3 separate regions of the Mus musculus genome follow, and regions 1 and 3 are each linked to region 2. The links are chromatin contacts, called in public targeted proximity ligation maps. All regions are on one chromosome and are shown on one strand. The core of a region is the stretch at or near the end of the contact, and the rest is flanking DNA. Distances in the headings are between cores, read along the strand shown.

Evidence for each region.
Region 1: a contact with region 2 is called in a targeted proximity ligation map of bone marrow-derived macrophages, with 5 times the contacts expected there. A contact is called at or near these places in 6 of 484 Hi-C or Micro-C datasets (the N1E-115 cell line, bone marrow-derived macrophages, cranial neural crest and 3 more) and 4 of 130 datasets of targeted methods (astrocytes, bone marrow-derived macrophages, heart atrium and 1 more).
Region 3: a contact with region 2 is called in a targeted proximity ligation map of bone marrow-derived macrophages, with 3 times the contacts expected there. A contact is called at or near these places in 4 of 484 Hi-C or Micro-C datasets (bone marrow-derived macrophages, cortical neurons, cranial neural crest and 1 more) and 4 of 130 datasets of targeted methods (the NIH/3T3 cell line, bone marrow-derived macrophages and fibro-adipogenic progenitors).

What each region holds. Positions count from the first base shown.
Region 1 is chr19:16,324,250-16,328,204 of GRCm38.p6, forward strand. The region is part of intron 3 of Gnaq (guanine nucleotide binding protein, alpha q polypeptide); the gene reads left to right. Among named protein-coding and RNA genes, the nearest start is that of Mir496b, 11 kb to the left of the region's middle.
Region 2 is chr19:16,013,289-16,017,057 of GRCm38.p6, forward strand. No RefSeq gene overlaps it. Among named protein-coding and RNA genes, the nearest start is that of C130060C02Rik, 30 kb to the left of the region's middle.
Region 3 is chr19:16,342,112-16,345,896 of GRCm38.p6, forward strand. All of the region lies in intron 5 of Gnaq (guanine nucleotide binding protein, alpha q polypeptide), which reads left to right. Among named protein-coding and RNA genes, the nearest start is that of Mir496b, 29 kb to the left of the region's middle.

The DNA of each region.
Region 1 (3,955 bases), core at 617-3,116, 310 kb after region 2:
CCTTCGTACCTGACTGGCGGACTCTGATAATCTTGGTCATTATTACTGTATCTTCTCAATTTAAGACAGTAAACTGAAAGGCTAGTGGAATTGTTTGATGGTTAACAGCACTTAGAGCTTTTGCAGAGGACTCAGGTTAAGTTTCCCATATGGTGACTCATAAGATTATATAGTAACTCAGGTTCCTGGGGATCCACTGCCCTCTTCTGGATTCCGAATATGTGCAGGCAAAACAATTCTATACATAAATAAATCAATAAATGAATAAATCAATAGGTTCAATGTTGTCTTGTTATATGTTAAGTCAAATTAGGATGGCCCATCCATCAGTCTCTGGACATGGTCATCATGCTTGAATGTCAGGGCCTGGTGCTACAGAGTAAACCTCTAAGTTAAAATAATATGGCCTTAGGAAACTGGCTTGTGTTTAGAGTTAGCTCTCAGCTGTGGTCAGTGGGACTTCTCATAGGCCCATTGTTCATATCACCAGTGGGTATGTGCAGTACAACTGTACTCATTGCTACAGTACCACTCCTTTAGGAAGGGATTTAGGTCTTTTATCATTTGGTTCATTCCCACTTTCAAAGAAGTTATTCTCTGGTTTACCATGGACTTTGATTAAAAGGTATTAGTTGAAAAACTAAGAAAATTCTGTGCCATTTCTGATTTCTTTACTCTTATTTCTTCTCTTTTCTGCCTCTAGCATCCCCCACCCTTTTGTGCACATAATTCCCTACTGCAGTTCATGATCACCTATCCTTTCTTATTACATTCTTAGTTAGCAAGTTACACTTGGGTACTTAATTGTTTCTCAATTGATTCATCTGTACTATCTTTGCTTCCCAGGTAGTCTGACATCCCTAAGGCAAAGAAGTATATTTTAATGTATTTTCATACCAGTTCCTTGTGCCAGCCACCAACTCCCATCAAAGACACGCGGAATTAGAATTTAACATAATACATTCTCATTAAACAGGTATATGTTATCTGAATTAAGCATAGTCACTGCACAGCAAGGCAGATAAGAAGCAACATTCTATTGTTTCTTGGTGTTTCAGAATTGGGTCAGAATTAATCAACACCCTTGAAAGCTGTCTTACAAGAAAATAAATTAGAAAAACTCAGTAGGGGAACTAAGGGCCTCTTTTGCCTTCCTCTGTCTCTCTCTTTGGATTTTGTTGTTTCCTTTTGTTTCCTACTTAAGAGACAGTCCATTTGTGTTGCACCAGTACAGTACCTCAGGCTCCCTGCCACAAACAATCCTGCTTAGCTCCCCTCTCCCCACCCCAGTAGTAAGGGCTATAGGTGTGCATTGTTGTGCCTGGCTGTGTGTGTATCTAATACAGGCTTTGTCTGTTTCTTTGTGCAATATAGTTGTGAATCTGTTGCTCTTGGCCTTGTCCTGGACTCAACACTGGGGTCTGCCTGGCACACAGAGTTGCTCGGTCCCACTGGTCTCTTTGATAATCATTTTGAACAGTATGTATATAGAATTAATATGTTGAGTCTCTTTCCTAAATGCTAAGTTCTTTTCAGGATACTCAGGATATTTGCTAAGGGGAAAAAATACTTTGTGAATTGTTGTAGTTCTTTTGTCAAAGAGAGTCGGGACCCATTCTCCCTTCCCTTTCTCTTTACTGTGGAGATTACTCTCCCCTGAGATAACGTTCTGAAGAATCGGGATCCATAACACTACTTTGTGGCCTTTGCCTTGCACTTGGGATTTCCTATGAAAAGCAAACAACGTTATGTCCAAAACTACCCGTAATAAATGCTACCGGTCACTGAGCACTAGCCATGAGGAACGCTTACTTCCCTTTTACCCACTGAGTTCACTTGAGACGGGAGTGCTTGTGTAATGAGTAACTGCATTCAGCTAACAAGCTGAACCAGATTCCTGGCCAATCAGATCAGAGGGAGGAGGGCCGCTCCATCCAGGCCTTCAGACCTGGGTTGCTTTGAACCTTGTCTCAGGGTAGTAGATTTCAGAACTGTCACTAAACCATTTTTTAAAGGTCTCTCTAACAATGTTCCAGTGGTTTGGTTTTTTGTTTTGTTTTTTTAACTCTTTTTCTCTGGAATTTTGTGCTCATCCAGCTCTGGACAGAGCTGTGTCTGGGCTTCTTCCTTGCCTTCGCTGCTTTCTGACAGTCAGATAGGATCTCATGGCATGATCTAGCTTTCTACTCCCAAGGGACTGGGCCTCTCACAATGAGGTCTTGTTAATTTTTTTTAATGAAGGCGACCTAGTTTTTGTAACCTTCTTTTTAATAATTAAAAATATGAAGCCTACCCAGCATCATTTTTCTGTGCCACGATTTTATCTTCATATCGAACTTGAACTGCAAATCTGTAACATGGCAGCCTTGCCATGGAGACACTTAATAGGGGTTAAAATCCCCCAGTGCCAAATATCTGCCCAGTGAGCATGCTGTTAATGCCACAAGGCACTGTTTTATCTTGTGTTTAGCTGGGTTTGCATCACATGCCAGAAACTTCTTTTCTTACTTACTACCCACAGGTCCTTTTTTCTTAATGGTGTACTTGCTAAGGTCTGTCTATATGCCTCTAACTTTTTCTTTAAAACTTTTTTTTAAAAAAAGCTAGTTCACTTATATGTTGCCAAATCTTATTCTGGGTTGCTTTCATTTAAAACTGGGAGGGACAATTGAGTTGTTCAAAGTTACTCTTATGCTCACAGTAGCTCAAATTTGCTATGGACAGACAATCATTAAAATTAATGATCACTTAGAATCATATCCCAAGCAAAAAAAAAGTCAAATTTAATTTGATTTGGTCATATTATTTTACCGAAGTCTCAGCTTTACTCTTTACTTTTAATAATTCAAAGCATGGGTATAGCTCCTTTTTTCTAAACTTAAAACTTTATTGTTTACAGCAAGAGATGATCCTGAAGTTAATTGTAACAAGAAAGCAAGCTAGTGGGCGTGGCTGCCTTCATCCACTCATGTATTCAAACATGCTACAGGGAGATGTTTGGGGATTATTACTTGGAATTTTATGATGACTTAACCCAAATAAAATCTTGGGCAAACTCCTTGCATAGCCCATGAATTTATCCAAGAGCTTTCATATCTTTCGCTTCTACCATAAAGCTGTAAGTCTAGTGTGCCATTAAACTCCAGGTGACTCTGTTGCTGTGGGAGAGGAACTGTGAGATTACTTTAGCTCTTTCTTTGCCCTCCCTTCCTTTTACTGAAAACCAACAGAACCCTATATAACTTTGCTCCATTCAGGAGATTCTCTCAGACATGTCTGTTGATCGGGTCAGCCTCCTCGGTTGTCACTGGACTGGATAGAAAGCCAGGGGAGAAGCTGTACCCTGGTGAGTGTGGTTGTACCAGTTACGTCATCCCGTGGACAGGGCTGAAGTCAGGAAGCATATCTCTAAATGAAGTTAAACCAGTGCTGCCCTTCCTCTGTTGTATTGAAATTTGTCAGTCGTTTTAATTCAGAATTTAGTTTTTACATAATGCAGGCGAGCTATGTCCCAGAAGTGTAATCACATAAGGATGGGTAGCTAACAGCCCCTTGGCTCCTGGGCTGGTTCCTAAGGAGTTCTCTACTTGCCTAGCCATTGCGCATTTCTCATAAAATAGTTTTCATTTGAGCAACACACTGAGCGTATGTTCCGTGGCTCCCTGCCGAGTGCTGGTAAAACAGCCACAGAAAAAGCTAGTCATGGACCCTGACCACTGAATCTGAGAGCATGTGGAAGAAGGCTAAATATGTTTAATTAACAAGTTCCAAATTATTTGGTGTCTTAATATAGCAAAAAGTCATCAAAGGCCTATAAGATAGGAGTAAAGAGGACTTAAACAGGCAAACCTACGTTTTCTAAAGCACTCTTAGATGTGGCTTATCTCCCAGATAATTAAGTCCCATGTATACCATGACTTCTTCCTGTCTCTGACATCAAGGAAAGATCTTCCGC
Region 2 (3,769 bases), core at 848-3,347:
ACATGGCAAGACCCCACCCACTGAAAGCTCCAGCCTGTAAGAACGGATACTCATTTGAAGGGAAAGAGCCTGACATGAGGATAACGCTGAAGGGATTTCCTGCTCAAAAAAACTGTTTCCTCTAAGACAAGCACACAGTGGTCCCTGAAATTTTGGTCCAAAGGCAGGTGTCTAAACATCTCATGCTGTTTGGAAAACTTGGTGTACTGGCTGGTTTTGTGTGTCAACTTGACACAGGCTGGAGTCATCACAGAGAAAGGAGCTTCAGTTGGGGAAGTGCCTCCATGAGATCCAGCTGTTTCTCAATTAGTGATCAAGGGGGAAAGGCCCCTTGTGGGTGGTGCCATCCCTGGGCTGGTAGTCTTGGTTCTATAAGAGAGCAGGCTGAGCAAGCCAGGGGAAGCAAGCCAGTAAGGAACATCCCTCCATGGCCTCTGCATCAGCTCCTGCTTCCTGACCTGCTTGAGTTCCAGTCCTGACTTTCTTTGGTGATGAACAGCAGTATGGAAGTGTAAGCCAAATAAACCCTTTCCTCCCCAACTTGCTTCTTGGTCATGATGTTTGTGCAGGAATAGAAACCCTGACTAAGACACTTGGCAGAGTTATCCAGATGATATGGATTTTGTAGAAATGAAGGATGAAAAGCATGGAGGTTAAAGAGGTTATGTCAAGGTTCCAGAAAGCCATTGAGACAGCAGAAGGGCCTGAAAGCTAGGATGAAGCTAGGATGGTGAACCCTAAGGTGTAATGGAGACCTCAGGATGATGGATAATGGGAAATGTTAGGACTGTCATAATCCATTGAGGAAAGCTTTAGACACAGAGTTGAACCAACCCATGACAGAACAAATAGGCTGTAAACAACAGCAGGAGGGAAGAACTACCCAAAGCCTTGCAAGCACAGATGCCATCATGACCTCAGATGCTAGACATGGAGCTAAGCAGTTACGTAATGACCTTGGTTCCCTGCTGTCTATCTTTGTGCATCTCAGAAAAGTAAGAGCTTCCAAGATATAAGCAGCTTAAGCCTGGTAACTGGAGAAATATTTTAAAAGTTCTCAATGATCTTGTTTCACCCTTTATTGTGTGACTCAGTCATAATTTTGGACAAATATTTTAAGAAGGAAAAGTCACTTTACTTCTGAAGACTAGAGCATACTCATTTGTGCAGCATCCAGAATTTAAATTCTTAGTATGTGAGTCAGGTATTCTGGAACATTCTTTTAACCCCAGCACTTGGAAGGCAGAGGCAAGTAGATCTTTTTGAGTTCAAGGCTAGCCTGGTTTACATATTGATTTTCAGAAAAGCCAAATGTACAAAGTGAGACACTGTCTCAAAAAATGAATACATAAGATAAATTCTTAGCATGTGGTGGTTCCAAATGTCATTTCTTCTTATTATTTTGGAGTGAATATAGGAAGATGACTAAGCAACTCAGCCTTGGATCCATGTAGCTTGTCCCTAGGTCTTCTAATTTATTGACACCCACCCTAACTTCCACCATGGAGCCTCGTGACTCTGGAAGAAAGTGAGTCACAGATGTGAGCCTAGCTCATGACTTTGTCTAGAGGGGCTGAGGTTAAAGATTTGGCATGGAGGGTGATCAGATTTTAAACAATGGCCATGTAAATAGACATGGAGACTGCAAAGAAAAAGAAAATAACTCAAGACCAAGAGCTGAAAGGAAACTCAGAAGGGTGTGCCATGCTGTGTCTTCAGGACTTGGGTTTACTTAATGCCCTTAAAGGAGTTTTGAGCATCTAACGGAACATATGCGTTCTTATTGACAGTATACCAAGAATGGGAAACAGATTGTCTTGGTTGGGTTTTGTCAATTTGACACAAAATAGAGTGATCTGGGAAGAAGGAACTTCAGTTAAGAAATTCCTTCTTCAGATTGGCCTTTAGGCAAGTCTTTGAATCATTTTCTTGATAGATGATTAATGTGGAAGGGCCCAGCCTGCTGTGAATGATATTACCCTTAGAGAACTGGTCCTGGGCTATATAAGAAAGCAAGCTGAGCAGACCAGTAAGCAGAGTTCCTCTGTGGACTCTGCTTTAGTTCCTGCTTCCAGGTTCTTGCCTTGATTGAGTTCCTGGCCTGAGTTCCTGCCATGGCTTGCCTCACAGATGGATTGTGACATCGAGCGGAAGATGAATAAATCAACCCTTTCCTCCCCGAGTTGTTTTGGTTGTGGGTTTTATCACAGCAATGGAAGCAAACTGGAACATAAAGCACTTCTCTGCCCTAGCTGCCTCGTCCACCTTCTGTTACCAAGAAGACTTTATGTTTCTCTTAGGCTCTTGCTAGCAGCAGCAAAGCAGTTTGGATTATACCGTCTGCAGGGATCCAGAGAAACAACTGCTCAGAAGCACGCTGATGCCGCCACAAAGAGTTCATTCTGAAATTTTTGTGTATCAGCCAATCCGTCAAAGTTCTGCCATGCTCTGCTGACCCTTCAAAACTTCGGAGTGGTCAGATGAGTGGGTTTGGATTAGTCCAGTTTTAGAAGTGTTGGCACCCATTCCACCCATCCTAGTGGAAGATGTCCCAGACCACAGCTGCAGAAAAGAGGAACTGAGAGTCCGTGTGAGGGAAGAAGGCTATCTGAAAGAGAAAAAAAAGGAAGGTGGGGAAGTTGGCACACTGTAACCTATCTCAGACTTTCATTTCAACAGAGGAGAGGACTTTTGTTGAGGGATATTAATTTCTACTCAGTGAATTAGTTAGAGAAAAATTCATTTTCGTCAAGTTCAGGGAATCTTTTTTCTCCTTCTTTGGTTATAGTACAAACTCTGGAGAGACAGTCTGAATATCATTAATTTACATGGGGGGTATCTACATAATGAAACCTTACCTTGTGCCCCATACATTTGCAGAATTTATATGTCAATAAAAATAAAAGGATAGAAAGGAAAATAGAAGATGTATTTCCTGCTTGAAAGAACCCATAACCCTTGAACTAATTTAATGTCTGCTGTGACTCACTTCAGAGACTTCTGGGAACAATAACTAAATGAAACAGATTCTAGGAGGTTCTGAGGGATAAGTGATTAATACTGGGGGAATTTCTCCAAGTCTGGGGGAAGCCCGACTGCATTAGAATATTGTTGGGCTCTGAAGGGATCATCAGCTTGTCCTGACTTGCCTAGGACATCCTTCACTTTGCTGTCCCAAGAGCCCAGTAAGAGTAGAAAAGAAATTGACTGCCAAGTATCCTCACTCTTCCTTTGAAATCTCAAGCAATCAAAAATGGAAATGGAAGAAACAACTCTGGTCTCTCCTCACCTGAGAAAATAAGGTTGACAATCATAATGAGTGTCATCACATGTCCTGGCAGGTGAGCATTCCCACCATGCCCTGCATGTTTTTGTTTGACTTTACATGCGGGTGGGATGCTGCATTTGAAAGTCTGCTTCTATGTAATGACTAGTGTCTTGCCTTTCTGCCTCCGGACAAAGCTGAGCCAACGAGCCAACAAGCCAATCCGTCCCCTTCCAGAGACAGTCCAGCTGTTCTGTTTCTAGTTGTTTTTACCCAAGGGTGTTTTGTCCCCAGGAAATATTTAACCATTGTTTATAAAAACCTTTTCTTGTCCCAGATAGGAGAGGTTGGTGCCCTATTGCCATCAAGAAGTAGAGACCAAGGATGCATGCAGATGAACATCTTACAGAGCACACTTCAACAACTTATCCACCTTTCACAGGAAAGAACTCTTACTCCAAATTTCAGTAGCCCAAAGACAGTGGAAGACCGTGTCTCACTTTC
Region 3 (3,785 bases), core at 225-2,724, 330 kb after region 2:
ATTGGGTACTTTTTCTATTGTTGGGAGGAAGTGCATTCAGAAACAACCAAAGGACAGAGGTTTTCCTGGGCTCGTGGTTTCTGAAGGCAGAAGGTGTGATGGGGTTCTTGGTGGGGAGAACATGTGGTAGATTCCCCATGGTACTAGACAGAGAATCGTGTAGACAGGAGAAGGATATAGAAGTCTTCTTCAACACCCAGACCCCACTTCTTAAGGGGCCCACTCTCTTAAGAATAGGACCACAAGCTGGCAACTGGGAGTCCAAAAATGAGCCTGTGGGGGCCATCGCAGATTCAAACTGTAATAATGATGCTATTTGTCTTTTGTTGTAGGGAATATTAAAATAGGTAATAGAGAAACTACCGAGAACACGTAAATATCAAGTACATGATAGCTCACATCATCAATAATTTTAATGGAGAAATTGAGACAACTTCCATCTGTAAAATCACCTGCTAATTTAGTTTTAAGAGAGTTTTCTCATTCAATAGATTTAAGCATTTACTATATAAGATTCAGGTATGAGAAAAACACTGTATGAAAGCCAAAAACATGAAAATCTTTGTGTTAGAAAATTCCTTCCAAGCTAACAGAACAGAAGGTAGAAATATACACCAAAATGGAAAATACTAAAAACAACACAGCTTTTAAAATGCAATTACTTAATAACAAAATGTTTGGTACTTCTTTTTTAATATAAATTTTTGTGATTTTTATTTATCTTCATGCATAGGGTGGTTTGTCTTTGCACTATGTGCATGCATTGCCTCTGGAGACCAGAAGAGGGCATCAAATCCCCGGGAATCGGAGTTTGAGATGACTGGGTCTCAAAAATTGAATCCAGGGTCTTCTGGATGAGCAGCCATATCTCCAGCTCAATTTTTCATATTCTGTTTTGGGGAATTTCATACATAATTACTGTATTTACATCAATCATTGCAGAGGTAGCTCCTCCCCTCTCCCCTCCAGCTCTTCCTATGTCATTGCCCTGCCCACACATACATGCACACACTCCCTCTCAAATTCATGATCCCTTTTATTTTATAATTAGTGTTATATATATATATTAGCATTGCTCATATGCCCTTGTGTATAGCGCTGAGCACTTGATTAGACAAATCATAGTGGAAAAGACTGAATTTTCTCTTCTCAGTAGCCATAATTGCCTGTAGCTTCTCATGTAGGGTTGGGGCCTTGTGAGATTTTTTTTCCCCTCTATGCTGGCATGTCATTTTTCAGGGCTTGTTTAGGTGACCATAATTTTGAGATTTCATGGGTGCAGATTCCCTACTATATTTGGGATACATTATCTCACAGAAGTTATCCTGGGACTCTGTCTGTTAAAACCTTCCACCTTCTGTTTGTTACCTCTGCATCTGTTTGATTGTTCACTGTGTTTATGTTAGTCATAGCTTTGTAGCTGGAGCTCATAGGAGCCCATGTAACCAGGAAGAACCAAGGGCTGCTGCTCTCACTAGGAGTTGAGAGTACTCTTGCTTCCTTATTGTCTGGTTCCTAAATCATGTCTTCTTAGTCTAACAACCCAAGAACAAAGGAAGTGTTCACTCTGTCCTCATTCGGATACAGCTTAAGTTTCCACAGGGGTGTATGTGGCTCCCACTGTGATAGTAATAATAAATGGTAAGAATGTTTTAGAAGAGGAATCTACTCAAAGGTGACTAGGTTACTAAGGACTTCACTTAGAGAAAAATCAGTGTTGGTCTCACAGGATGAATTGTTAATGAACAAGACTGACTGGTGGCCACATTGATAGAGCTACATCATGTTAGAATTCCAGCCTCCAAACTGGACTGAGACAAGCTCTCTTATGAGGCAACTCTTATAAGAGAAAGCATTTAATTCGAGGCTTGTCTGCAGTTTCAGACATTTAGTATAACCATCACGGCAGGGAGTATGGTGATAGGCAGGCAGGCCTGGTACTGGAGAAGTAGATGAGAGCTACATCCTGAACTGCAAGTAGAGACAGACAGACAGACAGACAGACACACATACACACACACACACACACACACACACACACACACACACACACACTCACAGGACCTGATTTGGCCTTTTGAAACCTCAAAGCCCATTCCTAGTGACACTTCCTCAAACAAGGCCATATCTCATCATCTTTCTGAACACTACCGTTCCTTGGTGATTAAGCATTCAAATATATGAGCCTGGGGGATGGGAGGAGGGGGTGGGATGTCATTCTTATTCAAACCACCACAGCCTGTAAATGTTTTGTCTTAACACATTGAGTGAGTTGGAAACCCTTTTTGGGTTGTAGGTTCTAAGTGTTAAATCATGAACACCATCTTTAAGATAGAGAAATGGAATAGATGTAAATGCAACCAAGCTGCAAGTACCAAAGACTATTATACTCAGAAGAATCACTGTCTTATGGGACCTTTGTTTCTACTCTGGGGTGGGTGGGTGTGTTGGTTGGTTGGTTGGTTGGTTGGTTAAAACAGGGTTTCATGCAGCCTAGGCTAACCCCAAATTTGTGCGTAGCCAAGGATGTGCTTGAGTGAATTCCCAATTCTACTTCCACCTCCCAAGGGCCAAGAGTGTAGGCATATGCCACCATGCAAGTTCCGTTCTAAAGTGTGTGTGTGTGTGTGTGTGTGTGTGCGCGCGCGAGAAGGTAGTTTTCTTGTTGCTCAGACTGTTCTTTGTTCTCATTTTCATTTCGGCAGTAGGAGGAAGGGGGCATGGAGCCTGGAGCAGTTACAGTACATAATTCTTTCTCTGCTGAACTTAGGCTTTTGTTGTTGTTTTGGTTTTCCCATAATTTTTTATTATTTATATATTTACATTCCAAATGTTGCCCCCCCCCTTCACGGTCCCTTCTCCATGAGTTCTTTTCCCCTTCCCCCTCACCTTTGCTTCTGAGAGAGTGCTCCCCGCACCCAACCACCCAACCACTCCATTTCACCCCACTAGCATCTCCCTTCCCTGGAACATCAAGTTTCTACAGGATTAAGTGCATCCTTTCCCACTGAGGCCAGACAAGGCCGTCCTCTGCTATGTATGTGCAGGGGCCACCGACCAGCCCATGTATGCTCTTTGGTTGGTGGCTTAGCCTCTGAGAGCTCCAAGGGGTCCAGTTACTTGATACTGTTGTTCCTCCTATGGGCTTGAAATCTCTTTCAGCTCCTTCAGTCCTTCCCCTAACTCTTCCACAGGGCTCCTGACCTCAGTCCAATACTTGGCTATAAGTATCTGCATCTGTCTGAGTCAGCTGCTGGTAGAGCCTCTCAGAGGACAGCCATGTTAGCCATGTAGAGCCATGGCGCTCTGCTTCATTCTGTCCCTGCATTTCCTTTAGACAAGAACATGTGATGCTTCTGTATTTTCCTTTCTGTTTAAAGTTACATTAGCTGTGTTCCTCCTGATTAGTGCACACTGTTAGTACACGTAGTTTACAACTGATCTGTGTGTTTGCCCCAGTTACTGGACTAGTGTGCCCAGTGAAGTCATTCAGAAACTGTCATTGAGCCATGGCCATCCTGACTGGTAGCTTAATATAAACCCAATGGCCCCCATCTCACTACCTCCACATCCCTTAAATAGCTTGCCGACAAAAGGCAACATAGAATCCAAATGCTTCCAGCATGATTCCCATCTGTGCTTCCTCTGCCTTGCATAGAGTTGCCCATAGAGCTGGGATGCCACAACTTGTAAAGTATGAAGGACTGGATTTGAAATGGCCTGTTTTATGATTAAATTGCCAGTGCTCAATAAGAGTCATTTTACAGAGACACAAAAAATAGATA